Regions from separate parts of the Mus musculus genome. Here regions 2 and 3 are each linked to region 1. The links are chromatin contacts, called in public HiChIP or PLAC-seq maps. All regions are on one chromosome and are shown on one strand. The core of a region is the stretch at or near the end of the contact, and the rest is flanking DNA. Distances in the headings are between cores, read along the strand shown. Region 1 holds the start of A330035P11Rik (RIKEN cDNA A330035P11 gene). Region 2 overlaps Gm33906 (a long non-coding RNA gene). Region 3 holds the start of Nalcn (sodium leak channel, non-selective).

What was found. HiChIP or PLAC-seq counts read pairs in DNA pulled down with a chosen protein or histone mark.
Region 2: a contact with region 1 is called in an H3K27ac HiChIP or PLAC-seq map of extraembryonic endoderm stem cells, with 5 times the contacts expected there. The contact joins the enhancer-like site here to the promoter of A330035P11Rik in region 1. A contact is called at or near these places in 5 of 39 promoter capture datasets (the 3T3-L1 cell line, cranial neural crest, frontonasal cranial neural crest and 1 more) and 3 of 115 datasets of contacts at active chromatin or transcription factors (embryonic forebrain, extraembryonic endoderm stem cells and pancreatic cancer cells).
Region 3: an H3K27ac HiChIP or PLAC-seq map of epiblast stem cells shows a contact between it and region 1, with 6 times the contacts expected there. The contact joins the promoter of Nalcn here to the promoter of A330035P11Rik in region 1. A contact is called at or near these places in 1 of 39 promoter capture datasets (stem cell-derived epiblast-like cells) and 1 of 115 datasets of contacts at active chromatin or transcription factors (epiblast stem cells).

Annotation. Positions count from the first base shown.
Region 1 is chr14:122,105,602-122,108,481 of GRCm38.p6, forward strand. A330035P11Rik (RIKEN cDNA A330035P11 gene) reads right to left here and starts at 1,373. Exons shown (of 4, transcript NR_015586.3): 1 at 183-1,373. Tm9sf2 (transmembrane 9 superfamily member 2) reads left to right here and starts at 1,481. Exons shown (of 17, transcript NM_080556.3): 1 at 1,481-1,834. The coding sequence starts at 1,667.
Region 2 is chr14:123,240,899-123,244,100 of GRCm38.p6, forward strand. All of the region lies in intron 1 of Gm33906 (a long non-coding RNA gene), which reads left to right. Among named protein-coding and RNA genes, the nearest start is that of AA536875, 74 kb to the left of the region's middle. Within about 2 kb of position 1,558, at least 15 of the 459 cell types and tissues checked have an H3K27ac peak or open chromatin away from gene starts, as enhancers often do. A contact at or near this core is called in extraembryonic endoderm stem cells and pancreatic cancer cells, where this site is marked.
Region 3 is chr14:123,625,874-123,629,067 of GRCm38.p6, forward strand. Nalcn (sodium leak channel, non-selective) reads right to left here and starts at 1,271. Exons shown (of 44, transcript NM_177393.4): 1 at 943-1,271. It overlaps Gm46490 (a long non-coding RNA gene), which reads right to left. Exons shown (of 3, transcript XR_001781479.2): 3 at 2,740-3,058.

The DNA of each region.
Region 1 (2,880 bases), core at 123-2,622:
AGCCTAGAGACCACCAAAAGAACTCAGTGGCACAGCGAGCAGCATGCCAGCTATGGACAGTGAGATTGTCACAGGTAGAAAAAAGTAGTAATGGCAAGGTTGGAGCGGGAGCTACGGCAGTGAAGGTCTAGTTTGGTATTATCAGAAAAATAGGTAAGGTGTGTGGGGGGTGTTAATCCTACCTCTTTATATTTGGAGACAGCTGCTTCCTTTTTCGACAAAGGGCGTTGTCTTGACTTAGCCCAAAGTTCAGTATGTGCATGTATTTGAGATGGTGTGCGCTGATGGACACGCCTCCTTTTGTTATAAAAGTGGTCAGGACCGCCTGGGACAACTACTATATCACCTATTTTTTTGTGATATAGTATTTTTTAACTTAATCTTTACCACTCTTTGAGAGGGTGAGCACCCTTGTCTTCTCTTCTAACTTTCATTTCTCCAGTGATGAACCCATGCCCAGAGGCACATCGCTAGATCACAATGTTCCAAAGCCAGGACGCTCAGCCAGTACAAATTACCTTTGATGTTAAAGCTCTTTTTAGGTATGTCAGTAGTTCTTTCTGTAGGTGCTAGAGCCATTGAAAATCTGGTTAGTTGTAAACTTTGGGGAAGGGAGCAATATATGAGCACACAGAAAAAATTTAATAGCATGAGACTACAAACTTTTTTGAATTTACCTATTTTCTGAATTTGCCTTTTCTTGAATTTGGGGGTTACAGTCATCCAGGACTGTGTTTTATATTCTAAGATGATGCACTTGGGGAAGAATTCGGTTGAAGTCTAAAACTCCATGGGCTTTTTATGCTAAACTTTTCTCCTCCTTGAGCATAATGCTTGCGCACTAACACAGAGACATAACCATTTCCCATTATCAATGGGAAAAGCTATGCACCTTGTCGAAGAGTAATAATGCCGTAATAGTCTTCCTTAACACGACTGCTTTGCTTAACTAAGCCCCGGTATCTTCATTGCAACCTGCCATTGCTACTTTATATTTACTACCCTCTCTCATCTATCTCATTTCGACTTTCTGAAAGATATGTTTGTTGTGTGCACACTTCTCCCACACAAGAATGTCCCAGCATTTCCGATGCTTAGGAATTATTCTTGCAAATAACCTCTAAGAGCTGTTTAAAGATTTACGAACCGCTCTTTCCATTTGTTCCCTTACCCTGGCCCCAACTAGGTAACCCCTGAGCTCTGCCTCATCGACCAACTCGGTCTCCATCAGAAAGTACTTGGTTCATCAGTCCTGAGCGGACTGACGGGTATGAGGTGACAGAGGGCAGAGAAGAGGTGCGCCCGAGAAGCGCGGCGCTCTGGAGCGCCACGGTGGAACCTGGAACCCGACTGTGGGTGCCGGAAGCGCGCAGGCGGAAGTCACCCAGATCCCGGAACGCGGATCTCTTGGCCGCCCCGCCCGGAAAGAGCCCGCTGCGCTTGCGGCGCCGGCACTGAGCATGTGCGTGCGGCCCCGCGCATGCTCCGTGGAGGCCCGCTTCGGTTTCTGTCGCGGGGCCCGCGGTGTCTCCTAGCGTAACCGGAACTAGCCGTTGCGGGCCGGCCTTCTCTGCGCTCGGGCCTTGAGGTGATCTCCGAGCGCCCCGGACCCCTCCTTCCTCGCCGTCCCCCTCGGCTCGGCCGCTCGCCTCTCACAGCCGCCGGCATGAGCTCCAGGCCGCCAGCGTCGCCGCCAGCGCAAGGCTCCAGGTTGCTGCTGCTGTCGCTGCTCCTGCTAGGGACGGTCCCAGGCCCGCGCCCGGGAAGCGCCTTCTACCTGCCCGGCCTGGCGCCGGTCAACTTCTGCGCCGAAGAGAAGAGCAACGAGTGCAAGGTGGGGGAGGCCTGTCGGGCTGCGCGCCGCGGTGGGAGCGGGGTCTAGGAGCGGGGTCAAGGAGCGGGAAGGGGCGTAGCTGTGGGTGGGGTCGCATTTCGAGCCGCGACGGGACGGGGGCCTGCGGACCCCGGGTGGTCCCCGCGGGCTCGTCGCTGCAGCTCGGGGCGCTTTGCCCGGACCCCGGCGGCTTGCGGAGCGCCCTTGGACTGGCCTGCACGCAGGTACGCGGTGACCCGATGCCCACACGGGGCGCTCCCAGCCGAGCGACAACTTCCAGTAACTTAATTTCGTAGCTCACTGTTTTATTGCACTTTCCTAGAACTCCTGGTCATGACGGCTTATTCTCTCTAGGACTTTGATACCGAACTTCAAGAATACTAGTTGATCATTTAACCTGTGGATTGTGACGCATTCTAACCCTCCTTGAAAACCGCGTTAATAAAGACTAGTTGTAGTTAAGTTTAGTCCCTGGCCTTTAAATTTTTTTTTAAGCTATAAAATTTTTAAGAGACCCCCAAATGGGTTTCTCCGCGATGGCTTTAAACACTTAAAAAGCAGCAGAGAGCGGGAGAAAGAACCTGCCTTGAAAATGTTGGTTTCGTAGGCCATCCGCCCACACGTTTTTCAGTTTACCAGCTGAAAGCAGCTTTTAGGTATCAGGTGTAGAGCATCACAATACACCATTATTTCGTAAAGTTACTAAAACTTAACCATTTGGAGGATCCAGGGCCTCTCAGAAACCGTTAATTTTAATACTTCAAATAATGGTTAAGAAAACGTTTACACTTTTTATTTACTAAAATTTTAAGCTGGTGTTTATTTTATGACTCTTAGCTATACCACAGTTGTGAATTTTGAGGTTGTTTTAGAGTATTAGGGAGGCTATTAAAGTTTTCATGGCATTTTGCAGCTTCTCTTTAGGTTTGTGGGCTATCCTGTGTGGCGTTAACATGGTCACTACAGTTTTAGAAAGAAACAAACGTGTATCTATGACACGTAAGTCGTAGAGGGTTCAATAATGCCTACCAATCGGTAAGATTCAC
Region 2 (3,202 bases), core at 308-2,807, 1.1 Mb after region 1:
CACAATAGCTTACTCTCAGAAGATTGGCTGCTCTACAGAGAGGCCATCCTGTCAATGATTAACAGCAACAACCAGAAAATAGTTAGGGAAGACCAGACTTTCCATCAACCATAGCCTGCTAAATAAAGTGCCTTAAGTCTATCCTTGTAGTGAGTTTGAAGCAACTCTGCTTCCTGCTGAGTCCTAAGAAGTGCTACAGCTCATTCTTACCTTATGCAAGAACTATAGCAGAGGACTCAGAGAAACAAGGCTCTGCTTTTGATTGACAGATGTGAGATGAGAGATTTGTACTGCTGCAATAGATAGCTGATACACAGGGCTGTTATTATAGAAAGGCACCTTCTGCTTTGTCCCACACACTCACCTGGCTCTGATTCCATCAGGGATGAGTCTTGGAAGTTCTCCAATTTTCTCTCTTCCTATTCTTGTAGCTATAGCCCATTCCAATAAATCCTTTAAGTTCTGGGAAGTTACAGGAACTAGAAGAAGAGCTCTATTATTTGTAGAAGGACTTCCAAGCTATTTGACCCCCTTATGTATCTGTGGTTCTCCCTGTTCCCATAGCTGTGCACTATGCACCATGCACTCATGTAAAGCCTCATGTAGCAGTGCATCACTCTGTCATATTCTAGTTTCAGTAATGGCTGTTCCAGGGAGCAGTAACATCCTGCCTTCACTGGGCTTCTGCTTTAGGGTGAGAAGAGAGAGATCTGTAGATTGTTATTAGATGTGACAAGCTGGGGCAGAGGCTAGCAGAGTAAGGTGTCACAGAATGCCAGAGCTGACACTGGCCTAAGGAAGGTATCTGTGAAGTCTTTCTGAGATTTATGGCATCAGAAGACAAACTTAATCTCAGTGAGCCACCCATCAGAGTATGGCTGTATGCTCCAAAAGAAAGTAAATTGTGGGAACAGAAATGTCTATTCTCATTCCTTTCATGAAGAGCAAGGAGACCAGAATGACATGAACAGAATGTATGAGCTGAACATTAGAAGATGGGCAGCTGAGCTGTGGTAGTGGCCATGTGTACAGGGCCCTGCAGGTTATGGTCATGCTGGACACAGTTTTATTATGCAGGAAACTGGAAGCTACTGGGAGATGGTCAGTCAGGAAGTAATGAATGTCCAGCTTTAACTGGATTACTGCTCCAATCTGTGAGGGTCAGCAGAAGCACAATGGTGTAGGTGGAGTGGTTTCTGCCCATTGTAAGTTCCTTTTATTTCTTTTATTTGAAGGGAAAGACATGACAATGATGAATGCTGTTGTCTTACAATTAGGTGTCTGATCAGAACTCTGTCCACTACTATGTGTATAGCCTTATCTACCATCACTGAAACATTTCCCTCATAAGATAAGACAGGGGAACGCCAGGGCCAAAAAGGGGGAGTGGGTGGGTAGGGGATTGTGGGGGTGGGTATGGGGGACTTTTGGGATAGCATTGGAAATGTAAACGAGGAAAATACCTAATTAAAAAAAAAAGACAAGGCTTGAGCAGCTATCTCATGCCTATTGTGACCATTAACTGATTGGTAATCTCAAGTACAGGGCAAGTACCTGCTGTGGCTCCTGTCACTAAACATCACAGGCATTTTAACAATGCTCCGCGCATTCCTGTGGGCATGTAAAGTGGAAATTTCTGTTTTTCTTTTTTTTTTTTTGGAAAGTCAGTTTTGTCAAATGATGTTTTGCCGAGGAACACAGGTGAAGGAATGTTTTGCTAAAGCAGACAAGTGAAAGAAAATTTTGCTGAAGCAAACAGAGGTGAAAGAAAGAACTATTTCTAAACAGGCCTACTTCACCTGTGTCCTAGTAACTTTTCTACTACCTCTGGTGTGTGGTGAGCTAGAGGAGAGGTTGAATGCTTACTAAAGTAGGTTGGAAAAAACCTTATGACTACAGGCATGGAACCTTGGTATGTGGAAACAATGAGCACAAACTAGCAGAGATACAAATAAGGCAAGGCTCATTTATTCTCCAGGCACACCAGTGATGTGTTGGTTCATAGCAAAAGCTGTCTTCCTATGAAAAGGGCATGCCTTCTGTAGTCATGCAGACTCCTCATTTATCCTGAGAGTAATTTCACAGGTTCTGAGATTTGTTCTTCCTTATCTGTAGGCACACAATCATGACCCTGCTATTTCCTGTGGTCAGAGCTAAACTGAATATGGCAAATTTCTAAGGGTGGGGCCCTTGTAGGTTTGTTTACCCATGGATTTGTCACTAGGGCTACATTGCGATTTTTGTAGGCTATAGAAAATTTGGGTTTCACAACCCAATTCTTACATGAAAATATGAAAAGTTTATTTAACTACTGTTTTTGTATAAATACAAATAAATTAACCTTACATAAGTATGTTTTGTTTTTCAAATTAAAGCTTCTTTGTTTAAATAGTTATCCGATATTAAAAGAAATCAAAGCAACTTATTGGTACCTAAAATTAGCATGAGCTGTCACCCTACTTCCATTAGCCAAGGGCACCATGAAGTTTTGAAAGTGGTCATCCAACCTCTAGGGTAGACTGCCATCCATTTTTGTGCTTCAGGGTACAAAGAGAATTCAGAAAGTTTTCACAATGTAATGTGGTTTATTACTAGGCCCCTATTTCTCACCAACATTTCCTTCTGGAATGCAGCAGAGTCAGCACACTGATTTGGATGCAGCAGTAACAGCCCCCCCACATCTTACTAGGCCTCCTACCCTAGCACAACTGCTGCCATGATGGAAGTACTACTTAGGCCTTAGAGACCAGCATATGGACAGCAACACCTGCCAAAACATAAACAAAGATCTAATCCATCAAAGTCCATCATCCTGGGAAAATCTCTAGAGGTACTATCCTTGCTTTTTAGCTTCTATAGTTCTGATTCTGGATAATTGTTCTTGCTAATTGAGGTGCGTCAACCTTGGATGTGGTTTTTTTTTTTTTTTTTTTTTTTGCCCAAAAGCCCATTGTGAGAAAGGCTTGCTTGGGTTTCAAATACTCAGTGTAGTTGCAGGCTGGCTAATAAATACATTCCATTGGTTCGAACCCATGTCCAAGTGGTCTTCTCCTGTGGATAGCTGACAACACAGGTCTTGAGGGCTGAGACTGCCTAACTAAGCTATTTTCTCTGTGTCTAATGATGAAATGGTAGACACAGAGATAAGACAACACAAATCAGCATGGCTATATCCTTGAAGTGGAAATTTGATGTCATCAAA
Region 3 (3,194 bases), core at 21-2,520, 1.5 Mb after region 1:
CCCACATGAGAGATTACAGGAAAAAAAGCCACAAGGGGCCTCACTTCCCATTTCCCACAGGGAAATTGAGGAAATCTTCCAAAGGTCATGTGTGTGTGTGTGTGTGTGTGTGTGTGTGTGTGTTCACACATCCTTCACAATACAGTCCTTGGAAATTTGGGCCCAAAGCTGATTTTTTTTTTCTAGTAAAGGACATAGTGTCCAGGTTCGGGGACATTATGTTGTCTAAAGAAACATTAAAGTCAGAGAAATAACTAACCCCTAGGTCACAGTTCTGGACCCATTTCCAGACTCTAGCCAGGCCTTCCAAACTGGGCTCTTAAAGGTTCAAAGACAAAATGCAGTTGCTTTGGCAAGTCCAAACTTTGCTTGCTGATAAGGGTCACTCTAATGACAGCTGCTCAAACAGAACAATTAATAAAATGAGAGCAAATTAGCAAACAGCAGTCCGCAGGATTATGGGATTGGGCAAGGCCCAGAAGGCCTTCCCAAAAGCTGATGGAGCAGAGGTACTCCCCAAACCCTCCTCCCAGTATTGGGTTGACCCAGGTGAAGGCCAGAGGCAATTAAGGCCTTTAGCAATCAGGGCCAGCATAGTGAGGGTCTGGATGCATGTCAGCCCCACCCCCAGCCACCTGCTTCCCCCACCTCCAGCACCTGCTGGATGCCAAGGCTGGGCAGGCCCCATCCAGCGGCCCAAGGCTTCCCAAGGCCCACTTGGGAGCAACTTGCACGGGGGGCCAGAGGGCGCACAGTGGCGCACAGTGGCTCCCAGAGTCCCTTCCCTGCGCGCCCAGACTGAGCTGTCTGCCGCCTCCTGGATTCCCAGAACCCTGCCCAGGCCAGGCCCCAGCGAAGGGATAGCAGGACGCCTCCCGGCCTCCGGTGTAAGACGCTGTGCCCGCCTTGCCGCAGCCTCCAGGGCCAGCGGCCATAACCAACCTGTAACCGCAGCGCGCGGAGTAGTCATGGTGCTGAGGCTGCAGCGGCGGCGGCGGCAAGCGGGATCCGTGCGGGGCGCGCCGGCCTGAGCGGGTGGGGACGCGGCCCCTCACCTATGGCGGCTCAGTCAGCTCCGTGCTGGTTCTGCACTAGCATCTGCCGCACGAGCGAGGGGCACGGAGAGAGCTGCAGGAGTCCTGGCCTTGCGTTTATTCGCTTGCCTTTTGCTGTTGGCTTTGCTGCGCGAGCTACGGAGGATGCTCAAGGCAGCGCCGCCGCAGCTGGTGGCCAGTGCCAGGGTCCGTACTTGCAGGTGGCTTCCCTCTCTCCTCCAGCAGCCAGTCTCAGCAACAGCTGGGCAGTCTTCTCAGGCTGTTCTAGGGGCTCCTGCTTCTCTAGGCCTGTGTGCTACTGTAGTGCTACTTTATGCGCTCCTAAGTATGAAATTGCAAAGTAATAAATACATCAGTAATGTTTCAGTCTTTTAAATATGTCACCATGTAGATAGAGGCTAAAGGGTGTTCGTACATGGTTAACTCTATACTCTATTTGCAGCACCAGGGTAGGCTGAAGCTGAGGTCTTGTAGGGAATCCAGTAGAATAAGTGTAGGGACATTTTGCATCTCAACTACCTTGTTCAGGCCCAGGAGACACCGTCCACTGCACTCTCATTCCTAAAGGTTTATTTGCCTACAGTCAGCTTTAGCAATCATTCAGGAGTTCCCAGCCTGTGATTTCACTATCACATATACACAAAAGTATGCCTTTTGCAGTTGTCTTTGAAGCACAAAGGATCAGATGAAGCTTCCTCTAAAAGGAAACTTAAGTGAAAAACAACTGCCTGTCACAAAATGTTGTCTCTCTAGCAACCAACATAAAATTTCACACACACACACACACACACACACACACATACACACACACACATTTTAAACAAGCATTTTCTAGCCTTATATATTTAATTTCCCCCCTTTACAAAAAAACTAATCTTTACAACCCTATTAGGTTCTTTGTGGAGTTTTTTTTTTTGTTTGTTTTTTTTTTTTTTTTTGTTTCTCTTGTTGTTTGGTAGGTTTTTGTTGATGTTTCCTTAAAGGGGCATGTTAATAATCAGTGTTTCACAATATATAGAAATGTGAGATTGTTTTTTCATCAAATTGCTAAAAACTTCAGAATTACCAACTGTATAAAAAGCTGTAATTCAGACAAAGGATTAAACATTTTCATAATAAAATTAAAAATAATTTCAATACTGGTGTCTTAGTCAGGGTTTCTATTCCTGCACAAACATCATGACCAAGAAGCAAATTGAGGAGGAAAGGGTTTATTCAGTTTACACTTCCATACTGCTGTTCATCACTAAGGAAGTAGGACTAGAACTTAAGCAAGTCAGGAAGCAGGAGCTGATGCAGAGGCCATGGAGAGATGTTCTTTACTGGCTTGCTTCGCCTGGCTTGCTCAGCCTGCTCTCTTATAGAACCAAAACTACCAGTCCAGAGATGGTCCCACCCACAAGGTGCCTTTCCTCCTTGATCACTAATTGGGAAAATACCCCACAGCTGGATCTCATGGAGGCACTTCCCCAACTGAAGCTCCTTCCTCTGTGATAACTCTAGCATTTGTCAAGTTGACACACAAAACCAGCCAGTACAACTGGTAAATCCACAACTAATTTATTTTAAGTTTTATTACTGGTTCATTTCATCATCTCTGTTGCTACTTCCTTTTAAAACAAAAAACCTAAATAGTACTTTATTGCTAGTGTTAAAATACATAATGGTATATCACTCTTGGGGTTATAATTATAAATTAGAATTCTAGAAAAACATGATCATGAAACATGGTAACACCAAGATTTTGATAAAAAATTGAACAGCATTTTTTCAGTAGTGGTTTTTCACTATCTCAGCAATACTCTACATCAGACAGGCACTTCAGAACCTGCTCTGTCAGTAATTGTCATATCTCTACTGACAAATCTGATTCCTGTTTAGGAGCTACACATAGTCCCATGGTTGATGCAGTCTTTAAGAGTCTACGGGACCCAAGCAAAGTCCGTGGGATTCAGGAATGTACGGAGAAGCTCAACACATCCTTTCTGTAATCCAGGAATTCACTGTATAAAAAAAGAAACCATCGTTACAGAAGCAGACACTTGTATTCCAAATGCCTTACTAATCCACTCTACCTCCTCATTAGTCCTTTAATTTTCTTTCAGTCAAAATGGGAAAACATGGACAAATGTCTTCTCC